Regions from separate parts of the Mus musculus genome. Here region 1 is linked to region 2. The links are chromatin contacts, called in public HiChIP or PLAC-seq maps. All regions are on one chromosome and are shown on one strand. Each heading gives the region's core, a stretch centred on a gene start, on an enhancer-like site or on the middle of the called end of the contact. The rest is flanking DNA. Distances are from core to core; before and after follow the strand shown. Region 1 holds the start of Tmem245 (transmembrane protein 245). Region 2 overlaps Tmem245 (transmembrane protein 245).

Region 1 (5,471 bases), core at 8-2,507, 40 kb before region 2:
AGGCACAAAAGGTTAATAGTCACAGCACATTATGGTTCTCTAAGGAACTTTACATGTGAGTATAAGAAAAGTTCCCTAGAAATTCAGCCATGATTACAGAGTCTGTAACATTTCAGCTGCTGCTGTAACCCAGGTGTCATCCATTAGGAATCTAGGAAGTGAGGAAGGCAAGGCTTGCCTTGTGTGAATAGTATTCTACCCAGCTGGAGGAAGAGGTGGAGCTCAGAGGTAAATTAGCAGGGATGGGAGGAAATAGGGCATTTCTCCGCGGCCCTCAGAGAGAGAGTGGAAGGGCTTACACGCTTAGGAAGACATGTGTGAAGCTCGGTATATATACACCGTTTTAATATCGTTTTCCTGAAGTCAGTCTTCATGTTTGTATCTACCCGTGTTGAATTAAATGGGACAATCACACAGTTTACCACTGATCTACACCCATAGCCTTTCAATAGATACTATCAAAGGGCTCCTAACAGGATCCCCTGTTCAGTTCAGTTAGCATAGACAGAAAAACTACAGAATAAGCGTCCACAGTGTTAACCTGCTTCACCTACTTGGAAGCTGTACGAGGCCAGGTACTTAATTTCTCTGCGCCCCTTGTTTTCTACAAAACAAGACTAGTAGCATCTCTGTAGGGGTGTTCTAAAGATAAAATGAGTTGGTAGGAGCCAAGCACCTAGACCAGGCAATAGCTACTTAAAACCCTGTCATATACATAAGAGAACACTTTAAAACGTGTTTAAGAGTGTGTATTATTCTTCCAAAGGACCTGAGGTCTATTCCCAGCATCCAAATAAGGCTGTTCACAACCTCCTGTAACTCTGTCTGTGGGGATTAGACACTTCTGGCTTCTTTGGTCACCCACACATGTTACATACACACGATTAAAAATAAGTATTTATTAAATAAATCAGTTAAACTAAGTCTGTGCATCAGTGTTTTTAGACATACAGCTTGTGTTTTCCATCTCTGAGTCTCTTTTGAGATCCTGTCTCCGGAAAAGTTGACATCAATTAAAGTATCCGCCCCCGCTCCCAACCCCATTTTCTTGGACCCCCTCAAAACTTGTTACCTGGTCCCTGTGGGACCATTGGGCCCAAGGGCGGAGGCATTTGCGTTCAGCCTCTTGGGAGTTGTAGTTTCCTTAGGTTCTGGCGCATGCTCCACCGCACGCTGGGAACTACAAAACCCACAAATCCTCGCTGCACCGCCCTCCTCCGCCTCGCGTTCCTCCCCCGCTCGCAGCCCCGCCCCTCGGTCCAGGCAGAGGCGCGATGGCCGACCGCGGCGGCCCTGCTGAGGCGCCCAGCCCGCGGGGCTCTCCCCGGCCAGAGTCCCGGGCCCCGCGCACGGTCGGGCCGGGCGAGACCCCGCGTACCGCGGCGCTGGCGCTGCGCTTCGATAAGCCCATCAAGCAGGCTTTCTACAACACGGGCGCCGTGCTGTTCGTGTGCCTGTGCTGCGGCGCCGCGGTGCTCGTGTACTTCATCCTCGAGGCCTTCCTGCGGCCGCTGCTCTGGGCCGTGCTGTGCGGCACTTTCCTGCACCCGTTCAAGAGCTCGCTCACGCGCCTGGGCCGCCTGTGGCTGCGGCGCCTGCACCGCGCGCACACGCCCATCGTGCTGGCCGCGCTGCTGCTGCCGCTCTGCTTCGCCGACTACGGCGTGGAGGCGCTGGGCGAGCAGGCGCTGCGCCGCCGCCGCCTGTTGCTGCTGCTGGGAGCGGGCGGCCCGCTGCTCTATGGGCTCTACTGCCTGGGCAGCTACCTGGGCGTGCAGGTGCTGCTGGCGCACGCGGGCGCGCTCATCTGCCGCGGCCTCGACTACTTCAGCAGCCTGTGGGTGAGTGAGATGGGGGAGTGCGTGCGAGGTTGGCGGGACCCGGGACGCCGCGACAAGGCGGCCAAAGGTCCTCCAGTGAGCGCCTTCCCACGGCCGAGGGACTTGGCGCGCTTCCTTCCAGAGAGGCGGGTGTGATTTGAAACCCGCCCTCCGCTAGGGAAAAGGTCCTTTGGCTGAGTTCAGTTCTTTCACCCTAGTTTGTGTGTGACTCTGGGCGCTTTCGAGAACTGTATTACTTATGTGGGGGCCATTGCGACCCGGTCTACGTTAGCAATGGACTGCGTTAAAGGAGAGAGATACCAGGTGTCAATCGAGGAACTTCAGAATTGGAAGGAATCGCAAAGATAATCTTAGAGGCGAATTCCTGACTCAGACTACGTCGCAGGCTGGTTAGTTCACATATTTATCGGGCAAGGTTAAAGTGAAGTGGTTATTTAATGCTTAAGAATCTTAAGAATGTTGGTTGGTAAACTACCACAGGGGCTAAGAATGCAACGCTGGAATAGCGAGATCCTAGACAGCGCGAGATCTAGCGTGTATACACCCCATACTATTTCACCTTTATTCACTTTGTTACTGAAAAAGTGAATATGCCCTGAGATTATTAACGTTACAAAGTAATTGCCTTTCTTTGCTAGAGCAGGTTTAAACTTGCCAAAGGTAGATTGCTAATTGGTCCCAGGATCATGAGGTCATCTCTTGGTTCTTGTTTAAAGTTGATTGAAGACATTGTCAGGTACTTTTCTTCGGGGTGTATAGGAGTACTTTTGCGGGGGTGGTGGTGCTGGGGGTGTCATGTGTGCTACTGAGTTGTACCTTCAGCCTCATAAATTAGCATATCCTAATGGAACAGACATACACAGAGGTAAGTGTACACTTCTCACAGTTGTGGGCCACAGGTTCAGTTAGTGTGACCGCCTTAAAGATGAATAGCTTACTGTCAAATCTGTGGCTGTCAAATCTGTTTGTGCTGGGGACCAAACCCAAGTGTTAGTGGGCTTGTGCTGTAGATACTGAGCTGTAGCTCCGCTCCTGTTGTTTACTCTTAAGTTAAATACAGGGGCCCGGAGGTTTTCCACTTGCTGCTCTTCCAGATGTCTTGAATTCTGCCCCTAGCCCCCATGTTGCATCACTGATAAGTCTCCTCTACTTCCAACTTCAAGAGCCCCAGCACCCTCTTCTGATTTCTCCAAGCACCTGCATACACATGAATGTTTCTTACCTATCCTTAAATAAAAATAATAAAAATAAATCTTTAAAAATAGTTTTTAAAAAAGGAAGCTAAAAGCAACTCAAGTTCACGCAAACTCATACATCTAATAAATTGTTGAAATTCCAAAAAAAAGTCAGAAAAAAAAAAGGAAGCTAAAATCAGTGTCCTTTTGTTGTTGAAGAAGTCAGTTTACGTGGATTAAATTCCTCGAATAAAAGACCATTATGTGTGTATAAGAAAAGTCCTCAAGAAATTCAGCCATGATTACAGATTCTGTAACATTTCAGCTGTCATCCATTCAGGTGTCATCCATTGAATCTAGGAAGTGAAGAAGGCAAGGCTTGCCTTGTGTGAATAGTATCCTTTCCAGCCAGAGTAAGAGGTGGAGCTCAGAGGTAAATTAGTAGGGATGGGAGGAAATAGGGCATTTCTCCTCGGCCCTCAGGGAGAGAGTGGAAGGGCTTACACACTTAGGAAAATACCTGTGAAGCTCAGTCTATATACCTGTTTAGTATCATTTTCCTGAAGTCAGTCTTCATGTTTGTATCTACCCGTGTTGAATTAAATGTGACAATCACACAGTTTACCATTGATCTACACCATAGCCTTTCAATAAATACTACTAAAAGGCTCCTAATACAGTAGTTTGGTCACAGTGATGGGAGAAAGGGAGATGAGGAGGGAGTTACAAAGCACAACAAGCCCATTATAAGAGACCGTTATGAGTGAATTAGAGCATGAGGACTAAGCTGAGCTGGGTGCCTGCAGGTTGAGCTTACCTGGCGACAGACAACTGTCAGAGTTGAGTTCTGCCAGTGCCGATAGGGGTCGGACGTGGATGAAGTGAGGCGTGTTAGCCTGCACCTGACACTGGTTGAAGCTACATGTAACCGGGCAGGGGCGTACCGTAAGTTTTCTATCTCCGAGGCCGCAGCGTTTGGTTTTGTGAGCCCAAGCTGGGCTGCCTAATGCAAAGCATCGGCCCTAATGCTTTATGACAACTTGTGAATGTGAGCCAGCATGACAGAGGCAGAGAGGAAAGTACCCTGTAAGCAGACCCACGTTCACGGGGCAGATGAGTCATATGTTCAAAGATCCAGCTTTTGCATGTGTCCTCTGTGCTAGGCACTGAACTAGCTTCTGACAGGGCTACAGCTGCACTGTGGTATCTATCAGTCCTGTCCAGCAGGAGGAAGAGACGTCAGATCTGAAAAACTAGAGAGCAGTCAGGTCATATTCTGAACCTGTTGCTGGCAGGCAAAGATCTGCTGGCAGTCAGAACTCCTGGTGCCCTTCAGGAAGGGCAAAGAACCTTTCTCCAAGCACATGTGTTTAAATCTTCAACTTAGGAGGAAAAACAAAACTGATTTCAGTTAAAAGGAAAAGTCCAGTGAACACAAAAATTGGACTAATCCCAGCTGTTGCCCTGGACTCTTAGTAGCTCATGCTGTCTCTGATTCTCCTGCCGTCTGTGCAGGTTTCCAGGTCCTGGCGTTTCTGCTTGCTTTTGGTGCCTCTGTTCACTTTGGTTTGTTAGCAGTCTGTCCTCATGTCTTCTTCCTGTACGCCTCACTTAAGCTCTTTTCTTTACCCTGGTTCCCTCCCAACACTGCGCCCTGGTTCCAGGTGAAACGCTAATCCTTCATGGTACCAGCAGTTCTTTTTCCACAGTTTCGGGTGTGTTGGAATATTGTCTTCACCTAGTGATTTCAGAATCACTAAGAAAAATGTCTTCTGATGTCCCATGCTCGGATTTCCCGGGTAACTTTCCCTGTGATGTACAATTGTGCAAGATAAGTGTGAAAAGTTACTAGTGTCCCCTGCTTCAGCCCTTTTCTCTGCCAGGAATATTTTGATCCCCTCTTTCCTTTTGTTTAGACTTGTTCAGGGGAAAAAGACCATTTCTAGTTTTTGCAGCAGCAGGTTTGTTTTCTCCGTGGCCCTGCCTCCTGTCTCTTTCTTTATGAAGAAGTAGTGTTGGAAACATTGAGGGCTGAAGGATCAGAGGACCTTCCTTGACTTAGAAACTTCGCTGTGGCAGTAACTTGCTTTGTGACCTGTGACCAAGGCCTCACTCTGGGCCCCTCAGCTCCCTTGCTGTGCAAATTGAAGGGCTGGCTTGAATGATGTCTAAGTCCCCTTGAGCTTAGTTCAGGGCCACAAGAGCCTCTTAGGAAGTGCACCCTGGCCAGCCAGCCTCTCAGGGAGGGCTACACCCTTCCACTTGGAAACCTTGAGAGGTTTGTTGCTGCTTACCTGACAGCAGCTGAGAGGAAGTTCTTTCACAACTAGAGACTTAGCTATAAAAACTCCTGACTCTGAAGGACCAGATGACCAAGAGAACAGTTTTCAGAATAGCTGTCTTAAAGGAGAATGAAGTACTTGGAGTAGTTGCTGCTCTAGCAGTGATTGGAGAC
Region 2 (5,571 bases), core at 2,955-5,454:
ATCCTCTAAGCTACTCTAGCCAGAATCCCAGAGATTCTTGAATTTTATGGCTTTCTCTGCTCAAACTGTTTTCTCATGGTGTCTCCTGGTTTCTCTCCCCATGGCTATTTCTCCCTCTCCCATCTCTCTGTCTCTTTGTCTGCCCTCTCTCTGCATATCACACACCACACACACACACACACCCGCTGTGAGGAAGTTCAGACCTATTCTTTCCCCTGCTCAGTCATTGGCTGGTCAGCTAGCTTTATTGACTGATCAGGGAATAATGGGGAACAGTGAGAGAGAAGAGTCTCAAAATGATATGGGCACACACAAATTGGCATTTGAATAATACAAGGATAATCTTTACACAGGGCATAATAACATTGTACCTATAGGTGTTTAACACTGATTGACAGTCTCGGGGATATAGAAAGTATTTCTGGGTTTTGGAAAGCATTATGTAGATGAAAAGGCTTCTTGGTTGAGGTGTAGGGGAGACTTCTTACTGTAGAACAAATGAAACTTGAAAACTACAGTTTTCAGTATGTCTGGACCTTTGTGAAGAGACTCCACATGAAGAGATGGGTGGATGGAAGATTGAAAATAATTAGCTCATCCTTTTAATTCCTGGATTCTTTGGTTCCACATTTCCGTAGATGTATGGATCTCGGACATCTGCAGGGTCTCTTAGGGTACACATTTATCTTTCAGTAGGTCTGGAACTGGGCTCAAGCATTTTCATTTCTTAATGGGCTCCCGGGAAGGTTGGGAGCTGGTTGTCCATGACCCATACTTGGGAATCTTGTTGGATATTGAGTGTCTCAGTGCTCCGGAATCATGTCCTCTCTGCTGACTGGGCAGGTGAGCTAGGACACGTGTGACCAGAGAAACGGACAGAAGAGGATGGAAAAGAGGCTGTCAGGGAGAGTAGAGTGCAGAGCCTCTGAGTCAAGGTCAGGATCTTCAGGCCTGGCATCAGATGTTCTCCGTGTTAGTGATCCGTCAATAATTCATTGTTGGTAGCTTTAGTTCAAAGCCTTGTTAGAAGAAGATACTGAAAATGGACTCTTTCCATTTTCTCTTTTTCTCTTTTCTGTCAGTTGGCTTCCTGAGGCTCAGGTGGTCCAAAGAGCTCTTAATTCAGCAGCAAACAATGTGTACCAGTATGGACGGGAATGGATAACTCACAAGGTAAGAAATGAGCCTTTCTTGTGCCTTTCTCTGCAGGATTTTCACAGGAGCAACTTCTTCCTTTGATAGAAGATATGCAGAGATTCTGTTTTTGAAATACATTTACATCTATAGATAGGCAAGTGCCATAAAGTGGAGCAAACTCTCAGAACGTAACACGGAACAGTGCCAGTGCACTGGACAGTCTAGAGAGGTTGACTGCTTGCTTGCTTTCTGAGTTATTTGTGCATTAGGATAGAATGATCACAGAACCTAACTGGTCAAATAAGACCATGTGGAGGAAAAAGAAATTGTGCGAACACACAGAGCCCTGTATCTGCTGCTTACTGTGCCTGGCAGTTTCCAGGTTCATTTAACAGCCCAAGTTCCCCGTTGCACTGTGAGGTGTTTTATCACTTCCAGGTGAGAAAACAGGCTTAGCAGGCTCAGCAGATCCAGATGGCCGTGTGATGAATTTGCCTCACACTGGTGACTAACTTTACATCCTTGTTTCTTTCTGATGTAGCTTTCTGGCTGTTTCTGGCTGTGCTTTAGGGTGGTGCTTGAGAATAACCCTAGGAGGACTGGCAGACCAAGGAAGAGTGTAGCTCTAAACAGTTACCTGTGGAGTGAAGATCCAGAGGCACGAGGGTGCTCGTGCTTGAGATGAACTTGACTAAAGGGGTGGGGCCTTGGGAAGGGAGAGAGTGAGAGGGAAGACACAGTTGTTGGACTTAAAGAATAACTTTCTCTGTCTGGAGTTGGGACGTATCCCTCCCCTAATATTGCCCAGAGCATATAGTTAATTTTCAGCCTTAATATGACTAAGTAGTTAGGATTGACAAGATTGAAGGCTCTGAAATGTGTACCCCCAAAATTGTACAAGCAATTAAGTTCTTTTTTAAAATTCAAAAAAAAGGGGGTTGGAGAGGTAGCGTGAGATAGGCACGCCCTGCTCATGCAGAGGACTGGGTTAGGCTCCCAGCCCCTGCACACCGACTTACGGCCTTCTGTAACTCTAGTTTCAGAAGATTTGGCACCTTCTGTCCTCTGCAAGCACCAAACACTCATACAATAAAACAAATCTTCAAAAACAATAAAATAGCCAGGCAGTGTTGGCCTTTAATCCCAGCACTCGGGAGGCAGAGGCAGGCGGATTTCTGAGTTCGAGGCCAGCCTGGTCTACAGAGTGAGTTTCAGGACAGCCAGGGCTACACAGAGAAACCCTGTCTCGAAAAACAAACGCAAAAAAGTAACACCCCAAGTTATGAAAAAGAACTCACTAAGAGTTGAGAGGTTTGTCTTTCAGGTTTATTATGTCTGTCCAAGACGCTTGATCAATTGGCACATGATGATATTGGAAAAAAATTGAACAAGCAAGAGATAAGTATGTGTGTATAGATCTTTGAACTGTCGTGGGAGGAAGAGTCAGCTTCTGCAAAGAGCTTGCAGCTTTCTATAAATGTGTTATTTTGATAAAGCCATAGCATTTTATTCAGATTTATTTATTGGAGAAATTTTTATTCTGACATTCTTGCCTTTTAGGTAAGAAGATAAAAGGAATTTTGGTGAATACTACACCTTACATCTTAGATTAAAAAATAAATTTCAGGCTACTTACAGAAAAGAAATAACTATGTAACCTCTTGTTCAAGAGCCTAAAAAATGAGGACATTGGGATCAAAAGTCAGGAAATGTTTTTGGTTCTGACTTAGAAGACAGAAGGGGAGTATATATTAGCCATCAGTTGTTCATTAGCTGTTATATAGATCAGCCTGATGTGGTAAATTTATTTCAAGTGTGACGTGTGTGTGAATGGTGTATGTGATTGACTATGTGTGCTTTCTTGTGTGAAGGGGATAGAGGGTATAGATGTGTGTAGGTGGGTAGGCGGCTGTATGTGTGGAGGTCATAGAACAGCCTTTGAGTGTTGGCCTTTAAGGTAGTAAGTTTGAAGAAATACTGATAAATGTCACAACATTTTAACCTGAAAAATAAAATGTTTTTCAGAGATAGTTGGCTTTTATATTTATTATGAATAATTTGTGTCTAGCTTATGAGCAAACCACTTTTATAAGCGGTTTGTACCAGATATAACTGGTTCAGGTATTTATAAGGCCAACATCATGTGGGCAAAGAAGTACCTAAATGCATATTGTCAACCAGTTTGGAGAATTAGCCTTTCATCATTAAAGGAATGAAGAACAAATAACGGTTTCCACTTAAAGCCTGCTGAATTATCTTTAAGGCTTTCAGTTAGTTCATACTGCCTTGGGGAAAGTGGTGTCCTGTGCAGTACTCCAAAGCAGTACTTACACAACTCCTTAGAGCGTTGTTGGCCAGTGCACAGCACTCCATTACTTGCCTTGACGACTCTTCAGTTTACACTGGGGATACGAATCGTGAACCATATGTGAAGATGCTGACTGCCTTAAAAATTGGGACTGTTTATATATCCTCCTGTGAGTAGTGACTAAGTGCAGTGAATTTAATAAATGAACACAACACCATTGAATGTAAGATGGTGACAAACACTAGAGATAGAAATGCTTATGATTAAAAAAACACAGATTTTATATTTCATCTCTGTGAATGGATAGGAAGTTATAGAAAAAAATGGGAAAATGGAAGCAGTTATTTTAAGAAAATGGAACTACAATCCAATGCTTGTCTTTTAAAATTGTCTTGAGAGCCTGGCGTGGTGGTGCACGCCTTTAATCCCAGCACTCGGGAGGCAGAGGCAGGTGGATTTCTGAGTTCGAGACCAGCCTGGTCTACAAAGTGAGTTCCAGGACAGCCAGGGCTATACAGAGAAACCCTGTCATGAAAAACCAAAAAATAAAATAAAATAAAATAAAGTTGTTTTGAGACTAGGGAGATGGTTCAGTTTGTAAAGTATTTGGCAGTTTGTCTTGCAAGCCTGAAGACCTGCGTTTGTTCCCCAGCACCTATGTAAATGAAGCTCAGCCCACATCTTTAACCCCAGGACAGGCAGAAGCAGGTGGGGCTCTGTGAGTTGGAGGCCAGCCTGGACTACAAATGAGAAAGATCTTATCTCAAAACAAATGAACAAAAGAAAAGCCAGCCACAGGTAATCCCTGTGTTGCAATCCCAGTGCTGAGAAATAGAGGCAGTAACATCTTTGGGCTGCTGACTGGCCAGTCTAGTTGAATCTGGTGAGCTCAAGGTTAATTTAAACTCTATCTCAAAAAGTAAAGTGGAAAATGACTGAGGGAGACACGCGGTGTCCATCGTTGGTTTTGACACTCATTTGTGCATATGTATGCCCATACACTTATACATACAAAAATCAAAATCTCTTAAGTGCCCCCCCCCCCCCTTTTGGCCTGTGCTAGGGATTGAGCAAGGTAAGTGATCTCCTCCTGAGCTCTTTGCTCTGAGCTTTACAAATGTCTCTAATAAGGAAATAGGATGAGACACTACACTGAGTGTAAGTTGTGCCTGCTGTGTCAGGTTCCCAGAAGTCTGTCCTGCCAGCCCTGCCTGTCTCAGCAGACTCAGGGAGAGATTTGTGCTTGTATGTAAGGTCCTAAATTTTACTTAAGAGTCTTAAGGCAACCCTTAATTGGAGTAATGCAAGACTTAAGCTCTATCTAGACTTGCTTTGGAAAGGCTTTCCACTGGACAGGTAAGGCCAACTAGGTCATTAAGTGTGTTTGCATTTGTCTTGTTCTCTTGTACCCTGAGACCCAGGAAGAGAAGTGGGAGGGAGGATGAGAGAGAAGATGGGAGAATTTACTGGAACATGGAGGCATTTAAAAACAAAACAAAGACCCAGCATGTATTGATCATACTAAATTACTTAAAAATATCAATCAGATTGTACCTGTATTTTTCTTCTAGCTTCACAAAATTCTAGGAGATAAGGTGAACAATACGGCTGTGATTGAAAAGCAAGTTCTAGAACTGTGGGACAGACTGTATCACTCTTGGTTTGTTAAGGTAAGTTCTTTTAGATTAAGTGTCCATAGTAACTAGTAATAGCATTGTGCTTTACCGGGTGATTGGGTCTATAGGACTGTGATGGTTTGTATATCCTTGGACCAGGGAGTGGCACCATCTGGAGGTGTGGCCTTGTTGGAATAGGTGTGACCTGGTTGGAATGGGTGTGTCACTGTGGGTGTGGGTATAAGATCCTCACCCTAGTTGCCTGGAAGTCAGTCTTCCACTAGCAGCCTTTGGATGAAGACGTAGAACTCTCTCTCAGCTCTGACTGTGCCTTGCCTGCCTGCCTGGATACTGCCATGCTCCCACCTTGATGATAATGGACTGAACCTCTGACCCTGTAAGCCAGCCCCAATTAAATGTCATCCTTTATAAGACTTGCCTTGGCCATGGTGTCTGTTCACAGCAATAAAACCGTAACCAAGACAAGGACTTTGTTAACTTTAGAGTTTC

What was found. HiChIP or PLAC-seq counts read pairs in DNA pulled down with a chosen protein or histone mark.
Region 1: an H3K27ac HiChIP or PLAC-seq map of embryonic stem cells shows a contact between it and region 2, with 18 read pairs. The contact joins the promoter of Tmem245 here to the enhancer-like site in region 2. A contact is called at or near these places in 6 of 39 promoter capture datasets (the SN4741 cell line, frontonasal cranial neural crest, macrophages and 3 more), 3 of 15 datasets of contacts at CTCF or cohesin (CD8 T cells, the NIH/3T3 cell line and large pre-B cells), 8 of 484 Hi-C or Micro-C datasets (CD4 T cells, Sertoli cells, cerebral cortex and 3 more), 6 of 115 datasets of contacts at active chromatin or transcription factors (double positive thymocytes, embryonic stem cells and extraembryonic endoderm stem cells) and 4 of 9 other capture datasets (adipose tissue, embryonic stem cells, liver and 1 more).

What each region holds. Positions count from the first base shown.
Region 1 is chr4:56,943,215-56,948,685 of GRCm38.p6, reverse strand. It overlaps Tmem245 (transmembrane protein 245), which reads left to right and starts at 1,257. Exons shown (of 18, transcript NM_001369260.1): 1 at 1,257-1,841. The coding sequence starts at 1,275.
Region 2 is chr4:56,905,759-56,911,329 of GRCm38.p6, reverse strand. Tmem245 (transmembrane protein 245) reads left to right here. Exons shown (of 18, transcript NM_001369260.1): 10 at 1,083-1,173; 11 at 5,017-5,115. Among named protein-coding and RNA genes, the nearest start is that of Gm22300, 5.1 kb to the left of the region's middle. Within about 2 kb of position 4,204, at least 6 of the 459 cell types and tissues checked have an H3K27ac peak or open chromatin away from gene starts, as enhancers often do. A contact at or near this core is called in embryonic stem cells and extraembryonic endoderm stem cells, where this site is marked.